4 separate regions of the Sus scrofa genome follow, and regions 1, 2 and 4 are each linked to region 3. Evidence: chromatin contacts called from public promoter capture Hi-C data. All regions are on one chromosome and are shown on one strand. The core of a region is the stretch at or near the end of the contact, and the rest is flanking DNA. Distances in the headings are between cores, read along the strand shown. Region 1 overlaps SUSD1 (sushi domain-containing protein 1). Region 2 overlaps SUSD1 (sushi domain-containing protein 1). Region 3 holds the start of UGCG (ceramide glucosyltransferase). Region 4 has its middle 150 kb from the start of UGCG.

Region 1 (2,938 bases), core at 393-2,892, 180 kb after region 3:
AATTTTGTACACAGATGCATATATACTAGAACTGCCTTCGGAATTCCAATGGAACACTGGGTTTTCTATTATCTCAGAGCTTTCCAGCAGCTTGAATTCAGAAGGTTCAAACTCTCTTTCACTAGGAGGGGGGAAAGGCACCGCCAAAAGCCACTTGGATATGTCCACAGCAAAGTCCTTCCTGTGAACTTAATCACAGACTGTAGTCCGCCCCTGGGCCATTTCTTCTACCCAATTTGAGTTTGTTAATCAGACCAAACAGCTGCTGAAGCAGTGGGTTCTGGAAGCTATTGTTTCTGTGCCTCTCCAGGATGCTTGCACCTCTCCATTCTTCTGATAAAAGCACCTCTTTTCCCTGTGGGAACTCCATGTCCGCCCTTCAAGCTTTTGGGAATGGACTGGCAGAAAAATTTCCAAGTGTCAGATGGGTGACTGTTTCTTGCGGTCATCAGTCAGTTCCAAGAAAGGAAGCCTAGCCGATCTGTATGCAGACACGCAACAGCACCCATCTTCGTGGGAGAGGCCCTCACTTACTGTGCTGCGTGAAATACGTCAGAGAAAAACATAGACTGTACGACCTCCCTTGCATGTGGGATCTAAAAAAGCAGAATTCATAGAAATAGAGAGTCCAATGGTGGTTACTAGGGACTAACGGGTGAGGGAAATAGGCAGATGCTGATCAAAGTGTACAAACGTCCAGTCGTAATACAAACAGGTTCTGGGCAGCTAATGTACAGCGTGGTGACTAGAGTTAACGATACTGTACTGTATACTGAAAAGCTGCCAGGGGAGTAGATTGTCAACATTCACACATGCGCACATGTACTATATACAAAAACACATATCCATGTACCTTATGCGTATTACATATGCATGGGGAGTATGTGAGGAGATGGAAGGATGAATTAATCTTCCTGCGGCAGTCATGTTGCAATATACGTGTGAATCAAATCATCACGTGGTACCTCTTAAACTCACCCAACGTTACGTGTAAATTATTTTCTCAAAAACACCTGAGAGAGCGCGAGCACCGCGCTCCCCGCCGAGCGGTCTGCAATCCAAGATGGCTGACAGGCTGACAGGAACGCCCCTCGACCAGCTGAAAAGCCATGTTCCCTACCCTTGTTGAGGCTGGTGGGAGTAGAGATAAACAGCTGAGAAATGATGCTAGGGGATAAGCAAAGGAATGAAGGAAGCCTAGTTCTCCACATTGCTCCCAAACATTTCCTGCGAGGTACCCTCCCCTGACAGGGTAACAAGCCCCCAGTTGTAAGGCCCCACTCCCTGGCGCCCGCCTGGAAGCTGGGTTATGTGGGCCTTTCCTCATCCCCCTATTTTCATTGCTTTCTGCTGCTCTGAGGCAAGGGACAGGATGTGAGGAGTTAAAGTGATACTCTGGGCTAAGAGCCGAATTCCCCAGGCTGTTGCTAGGAGGAATGAACCACCAGGAAAAGGTCAGGATTCAGAAGGTCATAAACTTGACCTGATTTCTGGTCTTAGCTACAAATTAATGGAATTCTTATGAACCAAATCCAGTGGCAGGTTGCCTGCTGGTTTTAAGAAATGTGCTGCCAGGGAAATCCCAGCCTGGCAAACAAGGACCTGTGATTGCTCAACCCCTAAGGCAGCTCCCCGACCTGGATCACCACCCGGGAAAGCAGAAGCAGGGCTCCTCCCCACGGCATCTCTCAGGGGAGACTCGGAGGAAAGGGACGCAGGTGCTGCCCCATCAGGCAGAGCCCGAAGCCACCAACCTGACAGACCAAGCGACCCATTTGGCTGGCAGGGCAAGAGATGCTTGCTTTTCCTGTCCAGAAGGATGTGGTCCTTGCTGTGGGTCCTCGGACCGCTGCAATGTTCTTTTATCTTTTCCTCCTTTCCAAATGCATGTACTTCTTGTGATGATCCACTTTTCCCTTTCATCTTATAGACTGTGGTTTGAGAATGGTTACATTTGCCATTTGGTCTGGACTGCCAGACCATCATGAGAAGCACATCTAGATCAGACCAAGAGGGATGGGTCAGCCCTGGGAACCTTGGTCTGGGCACTGGATTTAGTAACAGACCCACCTTTGAGGTGTCTTCCCCTCGGGTTCCACTTTTGGTTATATGGAGGACAGGTCCACTTTCTTAACGGAGGGTCTTTTTCTCAGCAGTGTACGTGCCTGTGTGTGCACATGCTAAGCAGCCGCATGGCTGAGAGGAGTGGACTATTTGTAGCTCTTTGCTCGGGTCTGCCAGCAGGGTTTTCTATGCCTCTTTCCCTGATGGGGATCAAGTCCCCTTCTCAGTGCAACCCCGGTACACTTGCCAATGAGGCATCCCAGGAAGCCCCAAACCCAAGGGAAGCAGATCATGCGACCCTATCTCCTCCAAACAGGGATTCACCCAATGGACAGTCACTTACCTAGGGGATGAGACTCCCTAAAGTGAAAAACTGTCTGTTCCCACTGAACTGGCTAAGCTGGGGCAGCTGGTGCCTATTCTTCCCCGCCACATAGCTTATAGAAGAAGAAAATGAGGCCAAGTCACACTGAGAAACAGAGAGAGGAGGCAAGATAGAAAGGGAGACTCTCGGAGTCCCTGGAAGCCTAGTGGGTAAAGGATTAGCATTCTCACTGCTGTGGCTCAGGTGTGGGTTTGATCCCTGGCCCAGGAACTTCCCCATGCCGTGGGCACAGCCAAAAAAAAAAAAAAAAAAAAAAAAAAAAAAAAAAAAAGGAAGAAAGAAAGAAAGGGAGAGTCCTATGTTCCACTTAAGGTGTTAAGTCTCAAGTCCCAGGTCCTGGAGGCCTGGAACCGTCCCTTTAGTTAGTTTGTTTTTTAGTTTTTAGGGCACCTGCGGCATATGGAAGTTCCCTGGCTAGGAGGTAAATCAGAGTTGCAGCTGCCGACCTCCGCCACAGCCAGAGCAATGTGGGATCTGAGCCGCACCTGC
Region 2 (2,859 bases), core at 230-2,729, 200 kb after region 3:
AAGAAAAAAAAAGGAATATTGAAAAGAAAATTAAATAGTAGATAACCTCAGGGGTGTGTGTATTATGTCTATCAAAAAGATTCATATCCATTAATGTAGCCAAACTATTAAAATTGATGAGAAGGAGGTAACAGAAGCTCAAATGTGTTAAAAATTCCTCTAAAACCCATTAAAATGAACAAAAAGGACCACAAGTAGAAGAGAATTGTATTGAAACCAAATCTAAACAGAGGCCATGACCTCATGCTATGACCTTCAAGTAAATGCAAGGGCCTAACACGATTAAATACATAAAAATAAAGACACCCTAATGGTTCTTTTCTAATCTCGGGCACCTCCCCAGATAGACCATGCCTCCCCCACCCCCATTTAAGGCAGGATAAATTGAAAATGATGCCAGTGGAGGAGTTCCTGTTGTGGCTCAGATGTTAACGAAGCCGACTAGAATTCAGGAGGATGCAGGTTCAATCCCTGGCCTTGCTCAGTGGGTCAGGGATCCAGCATTGCCATGAACTTTAGCGTAGGTCGCAGACACCACTCGGATCTTGAGTTGCTGTGGCTGTGGTGTAGGCTGGCAGCTACAGCTGCCCCCTAGGGTGGGAACTTCCATATGCTGTGGGTATAGCCCTAAAAAGACAAAAGAGAAAGAAGGAAGAAAGGAAGGAAGGAAGGAAGGAAGAAAGAAAGAAGGAAAGAAAGAAAGAGAGAGAGAGAGAGAAAAGAAGGAAGGAAATGATAGCAATAGAGAAAATGGGGCTTACGCCATAAGTCACCAGGTAAGGCAAGGGTAGCTACATCTCCACTATCAAGGTGATGAGACTTGGCCTCCCAGGGAGGAGGAACCAGACTTTTTTTTATCTTTATCTCCCCTTCAGCCCTGAGCACCCATCTCTGTACATAACCCATCAATAGATATTTGCTGAATTAAATTGTGAAGTCACAGCATACCCTTCCCCAACTCCTACAACATGGAAACCCAGGCTTTTAGGCATCTGATATAAAGAAACTTTCCCATTCATATTTTGTTTTAACAAAAAAAAAAAAAGGTAACATTAATATAAGAAAATAACACCGCAGCCCTGTGGTGTACCACCTTGTCTCAGTGCACCCTGCAGTGGGATGCTTTCAATGAGAGGGGCAGGGAGACATCTGCTCCCCTGCCCCAACACCTGCTCCCCTTCCTGGAGGGGTTGGGGCTTGATTTGAAGCCGGAAAGTAGCTGGGAGATTTCAGGGGACGAGAGAGAGAGGCAGCCTGTGTAGGATGGAAGGACGTGTGGCTCTCTCCTAGCCTGAACTAATATTAGGTCCTCAAATGTCAAAGAACCTGTGTCCGTGAAAGATTGAGAGCATCTGGACCAAGAGGGAAGCAGCTGGGATGAAGGCCAGCCCCTCTCCGGACCTCTGGGACAGCTTCTGCCTGCTGGGAGCCAGGGGGACCAGCAGGAAAACATTGGAGACAGGATTTTCACTGAGGACACAGCAGAGCCCTGTCCTCGGATGGTCTGTGGAAGAGAGGTCCACAGCAGAAGAACTCAAGAAACCTGGTCCTGTCCCGGTCCTTCCTGAAATGGGAAAATTCCCACCTATGCTGCCAGCCCTGGCACTGAAGACAGACTGGGGAAGGAATGATTTCCTTCACTTTATTGATTTCCCTTTTTCCCTCCAGCATCCTTGGTACCAGAAGAAACCTTCAACCTCAAATAATCACCCTGTTGTGCAGAACAAGTGGTTAAGTTTTTTTGGAGGTTTCCAGGCTAGGGGTCCATTCAGAGCTGTTGCTGCCAGCCTGCAGCACAGTCACAGCAACGCCGGATCCTTAACCCACTGAGCGAGGCCAGGGATCGAACACACCACCTCATGGTCCTAGTCGGATTTGTTTCCACTGCACCACGATGGGAACTCTGAAAGTGGTTAATCTTTACCTTCATGCAGGCATGTGCCTTCTCCCCGCCCTCACCCGCCCCCACCCCATTTCCTCCTCTCTGCTTCTCTCCCAGTTTCAATGAGAAGAAAATTTTGCCTACAGGCTTTTTGACTTTGCTAGAAGAGAGCATGACCAGTGTACGACAGTGCTTCTGACCCTTTGGGTTTGTTTGTTCTTCCCCTGGACCTAAAGACAGTCCAACTGGTAGGGCTATTCTGAAGAATTCCCATCAGTGCACTGCCTTCGGGAGCACATGAGCCCTGAGTCAGAAGCACGGTAATAACATCTCCATCTCACCACCCTTCGCGCCAGCACCCTCTTCCGTTTTCACGGCAACACTTGCCTCTGTCCTTCAACATTCCAAAAACTTTCACTCTCCTCTGAGGTCAGCAATATATTTAAAGTGCTCGTTTGCATCCTGTTTCCCATCAGTAAGATTTAGTTGAATGTAAGACACTCAGGAGGGAAATTCCATTCACACTTTTTCTGGAAAATCAGCCACTGCAGATTCCAGGTCCAAATCCCTTGCCTCACATTTCTGGTAAAATTCAAAAGCTCACCGTTTGACTGAAAACAAAGCCACATCTTAGGCAGCTAGGCATACCTCCTCATATCAATATATAAGGCTCTTTTATTTGAGAGGGCTTGGGCGCTGTTCTTGTTTTGTTTGGTTGTCTACCTTTTACTAAGATCTTAACAAGTTGAATTTTCACTTTTTTTTTTTCTTTTTAGGGCAGAACCTGGGGCGTATGGAGGTTCCCAGACTATGGGTCTAATCAGAGCTGTAGCTGCCACAGCAAGGGAGATCGGAGCCACATCTAAGACTTATCATGGCAACGCTGGATCCCCAACCCACTGAGCAAGGCCAGGGATCAAACCCGAAACCTCATGGTTCCTAGTCAGATTCTTTTCCGCTGCGCCACGATGGGAACG
Region 3 (3,170 bases), core at 426-2,925:
GAATCTGTCCAGTACCCATGAAGACACAGGTTTGATCCCTGGCCTTGCTCAGCAGGTTAAGGATCTGGTGTTTCTGTGAGCTGTGCGTAGGTCATAGACTCAGCTTATATCTGGCATTGCTGTGGTTGTGGTGCAGGCCAGCAGCTACAGTTCCGATTCAACCCCTAGCCTGGGAACCTCCATACACTGCGGGGGTGCAGCCCTAAAAAGACAAAAAAAAAAAAAAAAATTCCACTTGTAGTGTTATTTCCATGCTGGTGTACTATCCTGCTATAACTTTATCAACCGGTTAACTCTCAACAATGGAAATTTGGTTTCTAAACGTTCTTCTTTCCTATTGACTTTATCCAGGTAAAACAATGAGTACAGCAAATCCCGGATTGGTTCTCAAGGCAGGCATTCATTTAAACTCCTTTCTGCTTGTAGTTTATCATCTAATTGTAGATTGAGGTAGCTCATTTGATCAACATTAATTCTAATAAATAGCAGTAATAAAAATAAACAGCCTCTTTTCAAAACTGAATTCAATTCTGAAATCTCTCAAGGGAAGCCATGGATTATTTAAAAGGAAATCACTTGACATAATAAACATTGTCTAAACATAAAAACAATGGTGAAACTATATAAACTCATCTAGGCTAAAGAAACAAACAGAAACATTTAGTGGTAGATAAAAACATCTCCCTGAACTGATTTAAAATTAAGATAAACACTAAGTCACCTTACTATCCAAAATGCTACATCTTTCCATTTTAGTGCAGTGCTCTCCAACTGTGTAATTTATTAATTTTTTACCTTCACTTTCTTTTTATCTGTGTAATTAAAATTTTTCCAGTAGCTAGCTAAATTTAAAAAGTAAAACACTGAAATAATTTGAATACTTTAACTCAATATATCAAAACTATCGTTTCAACATGTAATCAACATAAAATTAAGGAGATGTCTTTGATACCGGCATATGATTTACACTCAAAATACATTTCAATTCCTACTAACCTCATGTTAAGGCTCAGTAGCCACCTATGGCTATCATATTGGGCAGGAACCTTAAGGAACTTCAATATTAGCTGATTCTTTACATTCTGAGTTTGACAATTTCTTGTATGTTACACGCTGTCTCTAAGGTACTTAGAGATCTGTGAAGTAGGAGATTATTTTCACGATCCCTTGTGGTCCAAGACGCCACAAGCATTAAAAGCAGCGAGGGAGGAATGCAATGGGACACCCCAGCGCCCAGGAACGTGGCTTGGAGGAGGGCCTAAGCGGCTCTGAGCAAGGACCGGCGCAGAGGCTGTGGACACAGCATTGGGGAGTTGGTCTGCGAGACGGCTCGGGGGCCCCCCTGGAACCCCAGGTCTTTTCCTGGGCGCCCTGGAACACCAGAGTCGGACAAAGGGAAAGCAGTCTCTGAGCTGGACACAGGGCTCCGCTTCACCGACAGAGGACAGCCCAGGACTGCAGGGCTGGCCTTCCCGCGCGCCTCCGCCGGACGCAGAGAGGTGGGCGGCGGCCGGAACCCGGAGCTGGGGTAAAGCCCCGCCCGCCTCTGGCGGCAGAAGCCACCCAGGGGCGCGCTCACGACCGTGACGCTACGGGCGCGAGGGCGGTGGGGTGGGCGGAGAGGAGCCGCATGCACCGCCCCTCGGAGGGCCGGGGCGGGGCGGGGTGCACCAGGGAGTCGGGGCGCCACCGCGGGTTTCGATTAGTGCTCGGAGCTGCGGCGGCTGAGCAGGGCTCGGATCTGTGCTGCCAGGAGCCCAGCCACTAGGCTGCGGGAAGGCGGAAGGGGCAGCGGCGGAGGGGGCGTAGGCGCGCAGGGTCCGGCCCGCGGCGCCGAGGCGGGGGAGAGGCGAGCCGGAGCGTGGGGCCACGGCCTCCCTGATCACTGAGCCCGGCCACCGCAGCGCCTGTAGCCGCGAGCGCGCCCAGGCCAGCGCGCGGGCGAGTGCGCGCGGGCGGGGGCGCGCAGGCCCTGCCCGCCCCTTCCGTCCCCACCCCCTCCTCCCCTTCCTCTCCCCACCTTCCTCTCCCCTTCTGCGCCCCCGCGCCGGGCGCCCACCCTGTCGTCCTCCTACGGGAGCGCTGTCCGCGGCGGCGGCCGGAGCGGGCCGGGCCGGGCCGGGGGATGGCGCTGCTGGACCTGGCCCTGGAGGGAATGGCCGTCTTCGGGTTCGTCCTCTTCTTGGTGCTGTGGCTGATGCATTTCATGGCCATCATCTACACGTGAGTGAGGGGCAACCGGAGGAGCCCGTAGCGGGGGTCGAGGCCTCGGCGACCGGCGAGAGTAGACAGGATTTCGCTTTGGAAGGAATTGGGCTCGGATAAGGGTGGAGGAAGCTAATTCTCAGACTCTTCCTTCCATTCCCTCTCCCCTTGGACCAGCTGGGGCGGCGGGGGCGGGAGGGGGGGTTCCTTGGGAGAGAAAAGTGGCAAGTGAGGGGGTGGTTGGGCTGCCGACGACTGCACAGCCAGGGGAAAGGAGGCTGTGCTCTTTTTACGAGTCGAGCGGAAGGCTGCTTGACTGTGTTGGGGGTTCGTGTGATTTTTCATCTGGGCCAAATGTATGGTGTATTGTTTGGTTGGTTTTTTTCTCTCGACCTGGGCCATATTTCTATTATGGTAATAATCGTTTCCACTCTTCTGGGAGCGGCATTCAGCCACCTGGAAACCTCCCTGTGGATTTTCTTCTTCCTGGAAGAGCTCTATGCCTTTAGATAGGTGTGAAGCACCTGTCCACCTTGGAAAATGTCACCAAGCCTCTGAGCTGGCGTTATAGCCTGGAGTCTTGTCAGCTTGTACATTTCAGTGTGGTTTTCTCTCCCCCCCCCCAAGTCTTTATTTATTGTCTTGGTTAGATTTGTGTGTCTCCCCCCCCCCAACACCTTTTCATTAGATGCCATTCACTGGGGACACAGTGGCAAGCACGACAGAATTCCTGTCCTCGTGGAGCTTACATGCCAGAAGGGAAAGACAGATAATAATTGAATAAGGTTATTTCGGATATTCTTGAAGACTGAATAAAATAAAACCGGATAAAGGAATGAATATGACATAGCGTGTGCAGCTACTTTTGATATTTCAGTTGTTTAAATATCTTTAAAATGAAGAAAGCCTTCGTAAGGAAATGAAAGAATTGGCATAGAGCACATTGCTCTTGGATTCGCCGGATT
Region 4 (3,152 bases), core at 149-2,648, 150 kb after region 3:
CTATTATTATGTATTACTAACATTTTGCTCAAACTGTCGTTTGTGACTTTGATTTTGACTTGTGACTTTGAGTCGTCTTTCACTTTGGTTTGGATGTTTTTCAATATACAAAACAATATTTTTAAGGTAGTCTACCACACTGATGATTTCTGTTATAAATTCTAGGCTTTCTGATTTCTCCCCTTTTCCAAGCTGATGCTCTTCCCGGCAGGGAGCCTCAACCCTACTGGGCATCGTTGATATCTTTAATCTGGTAATTGAGTGGGAAGCAGGACAAAGGAAAATGTCTTAAAGCCCAGAGAAGATTTGCATGTTTGTAACCAAAATGAAGGAGTCAGTGGAAAGAGACTGACAATTGAAATCCACATCTACCAAAGGCTTACAAACATCCATTAAATTCTTCCCAAAAGAACTAAAATAACACAACTATTAGAAAATAATGCAATTATCAGAATTAGTTTCAGGCACTATGCAATGTTGTATTGCCATTGAGACTTGCTGTGGTCTGGAGTTCCCATCGTGGCGCAGTGGAAACGAATACGATTAGGAACCACGAGGTTGCGGGTTCAATCCCTGGCCTAGCTCAGCGGGTTAAGGATCCGGCGGGCGCGTTGCCATGAGCTGTGGTGTAAGTTGCAGATGCGGCTTGGATCCCGAGTTGCTGTGGCTCTGGCATAGGCTTGGCAGCTACAGCTCCGATTGGACCCCTAGCCTGGGAACCTCCATATGCCGCAGGAGCAGCCCAAGAAATGGCAAAAAGACAAAAAAAAAAAAAAAAAAAAAAAGATAGGACCGATGATTCTACCTAACCTTTGCCTCTTCCCTTTTATTCTGCTTCAGAGAGGATTATGGCTAAACCTGCACCCTGGGGCTCTGGGGCAGTGAATTTCAAACTTGGCTGCACATTAGAGTTACCTGAGGACGTTTTAAAAAAAAATCTCAAAGCCCAGGTGGCATGCCATGTCACTTAAATCAGAGTCATGAGAGACTTCAGCCTCCGTATTTGTAAAAGCTTCCCAGATGATTTCAATGTGCAGTAAAGATTGCGGATCACTGATCTGGGGCTTCAGAATCAGGTGACAAGGTCATGCTGTTTTCTGAAATTGGGACACGTGAGCTTTGGCAAGTTCTTGTGTGAAGAAATATTAGAGGCAGATGACCAAGACTCTGTCATGGGATGGAATATGGTCTCTGCAAACCCGTTTACTTAGAATGTCCTTCCAAATAAAATGTTATTGATACTTTGAATATTGGGGGGTGGTGAGGGGTGTCTAACAAGGACAGGAATCAGAAAAGCACAAGAGCGTTTGCATAATGAGGTGCTTTGGTCACTGTGCAGGGGAAAAAATGGTTAAAATATCATAGGAAATGAAAGGGAAGCTACTTCTGATGTGGAATTGAATGCGAGAATTTAATTACCATGAACAAGAAAGGAGTCATTCTTTTAGTAGTTTCCTAGGAAGCAAACTCATTTATCTTTCAATTTTCTCAGCGGTTGGAATGCTGTTTAAAACAATTGCCAAGAGGCATTTAAAAATTAACTGTACTCCAAATTGTTTGGATAGATAAGCACCTAGAACAAACTTCACACCCACCTTAAAATCAAAGTTTCCAAAACTAAAATATATTTATTGGGAAACAAAAGGAGTCATACTGAAACCTGAAAAAAAAAAAAAAATGGAACACTTAGGTGTCAGCTGAGAAGCAAAAAAGAAGTAGTTGCTAGTGTTTGATTTTCATTCCTAGGGGTCAGTCCTTTTGTGATCTCTTAACAAGAGAATAGGAAATTGAGTTTATCATCCAGAGGCTCCTCTATAAAGGAAATAATTTTTTGCTTGTCCGTAATTGTGTGTACCAAAAAATTCCAAATGTAAGATTTAGAGGACAAGGACCTGGGTTAGAATTTCAGTTCTTCAAGGTATCAATTAATGACCTTGGGTGGTGACTTAGCTGCTTCTAAACCTCAGTTTTACCTTTAAAGTAGGGATAGTGAGAAGTTCTCTTGTGGTGCAGCGGGGTAAGGATCTGGCACTGTCACTGCAGCAGCTTGGGTCGCTGCTATGGCACGGGTTGGACCCCTGGCCTGAAAACTTCCATATGCCATAGGCAGGGCCAATAAAATAAAATAAAATAAAATATATCAGGATAACGATTATGACCATGATACTTAATACCTATGACGTAGGTTGTTTACAGAGTGCATAGCTCCATGCCTAGCATCAGATAAGCATTCAATAAATGGTGATCATCCCTCTAGCCACATCCTATTTATAAACTAAGAGACTCAGAGAAATGTCCCTATCTGTCACTACCTGCTATATAAAGCTCATACAGAAACAACTGAAAGGTTTGGCCATTAATAAAAGACATGTCTTGGGGCTGGTGGGGTAGATTAGCAGGGGACGTGGGTCACCCAGCTGCCTGTCCTTTTAATGGAAATTTTAAAAAGTAGTTGTTGGAAATGTTTACTAAAGTGATCCTGACTCCTGTCCCCTTGGCCTTCTGGGATTTGGGGGCAAGAGCAGTCAGGTGCAATCACCTGAACAGACAGAGCAGTGAGCTGGGCTCTCCCTTGGGACTCATGGTTTGGTGTGAAGATTAGCACAAATAAAGTAATAAAGAGGGTGATTGCAGGAAAAAAAACAAACCCCACGTGGCTTCATTTAGAGATGCACCATTTTTATTTTTTATTTTTTATAATAATTTTTATCTTTTCCATTATAGCTGGCTTACAGTGTTCTGTCAATTTTCTACTGTACAGCAAGGTGACCCAGTCATACATACATGTATACATTCTTTTTTCTCACATTATTATGCTCCATCATAATTGACTAGATATAGATCCCAGGTTAAGCAGGATCTCATTGCCTATCCATTCCAAAAGCAGTAGTTTGCAACTATTAACCCCAAGTCCCCAATCCATCCCACTCCCTCCCTTTCCCCTTGGCAACCACAAGTCTGTTCTCCAAGTCCATGAGTTTCTTTTCTGTGGAACGGTTTGTTTGTGCCCTATATTAGACTCCAGATATTAGTGATATCATATGGTATTTGTCTTTCTCTTTCTGACTTCACTTAGTATGAGAGTCTCTAGTTCATCCATGTTGCTGCAAATGGTATTATCTTGTTCTTTTTTATGGCTGAGTGGTATTCCA

Evidence for each region. Promoter capture Hi-C pulls out the DNA fragments that hold promoters and counts their contacts.
Region 1: a contact with region 3 is called in a promoter capture Hi-C map of liver, with 3 times the contacts expected there. The contact joins the enhancer-like site here to the promoter of UGCG in region 3. A contact is called at or near these places in 3 of 5 promoter capture datasets (fetal liver, fetal skeletal muscle and liver), 8 of 47 Hi-C or Micro-C datasets (embryonic fibroblasts, liver, mesenteric adipose tissue and 3 more) and 2 of 2 datasets of contacts at active chromatin or transcription factors (alveolar macrophages and skeletal muscle).
Region 2: a promoter capture Hi-C map of liver shows a contact between it and region 3, with 10 times the contacts expected there. The contact joins the enhancer-like site here to the promoter of UGCG in region 3. A contact is called at or near these places in 3 of 5 promoter capture datasets (fetal liver, fetal skeletal muscle and liver), 22 of 47 Hi-C or Micro-C datasets (alveolar macrophages, embryonic fibroblasts, fetal heart ventricle and 11 more) and 2 of 2 datasets of contacts at active chromatin or transcription factors (alveolar macrophages and skeletal muscle).
Region 4: a promoter capture Hi-C map of liver shows a contact between it and region 3, with 2.5 times the contacts expected there. The contact joins the enhancer-like site here to the promoter of UGCG in region 3. A contact is called at or near these places in 2 of 5 promoter capture datasets (fetal skeletal muscle and liver), 4 of 47 Hi-C or Micro-C datasets (embryonic fibroblasts, liver and skeletal muscle) and 2 of 2 datasets of contacts at active chromatin or transcription factors (alveolar macrophages and skeletal muscle).

What each region holds. Positions count from the first base shown.
Region 1 is chr1:252,830,244-252,833,181 of Sscrofa11.1, forward strand. The region is part of intron 14 of SUSD1 (sushi domain-containing protein 1); the gene reads right to left. Among named protein-coding and RNA genes, the nearest start is that of SUSD1, 120 kb to the right of the region's middle. Within about 2 kb of position 1,643, at least 9 of the 83 cell types and tissues checked have an H3K27ac peak or open chromatin away from gene starts, as enhancers often do. A contact at or near this core is called in liver and retroperitoneal adipose tissue, where this site is marked.
Region 2 is chr1:252,851,467-252,854,325 of Sscrofa11.1, forward strand. The region is part of intron 12 of SUSD1 (sushi domain-containing protein 1); the gene reads right to left. Among named protein-coding and RNA genes, the nearest start is that of SUSD1, 100 kb to the right of the region's middle. Within about 2 kb of position 1,480, at least 34 of the 83 cell types and tissues checked have an H3K27ac peak or open chromatin away from gene starts, as enhancers often do. A contact at or near this core is called in alveolar macrophages, fetal liver, fetal skeletal muscle and 4 more, where this site is marked.
Region 3 is chr1:252,650,175-252,653,344 of Sscrofa11.1, forward strand. UGCG (ceramide glucosyltransferase) reads left to right here and starts at 1,676. Exons shown (of 8, transcript XM_021067532.1): 1 at 1,676-2,223. The coding sequence starts at 2,126.
Region 4 is chr1:252,798,408-252,801,559 of Sscrofa11.1, forward strand. No RefSeq gene overlaps it. Among named protein-coding and RNA genes, the nearest start is that of UGCG, 150 kb to the left of the region's middle. Within about 2 kb of position 1,399, at least 3 of the 83 cell types and tissues checked have an H3K27ac peak or open chromatin away from gene starts, as enhancers often do. A contact at or near this core is called in liver, where this site is marked.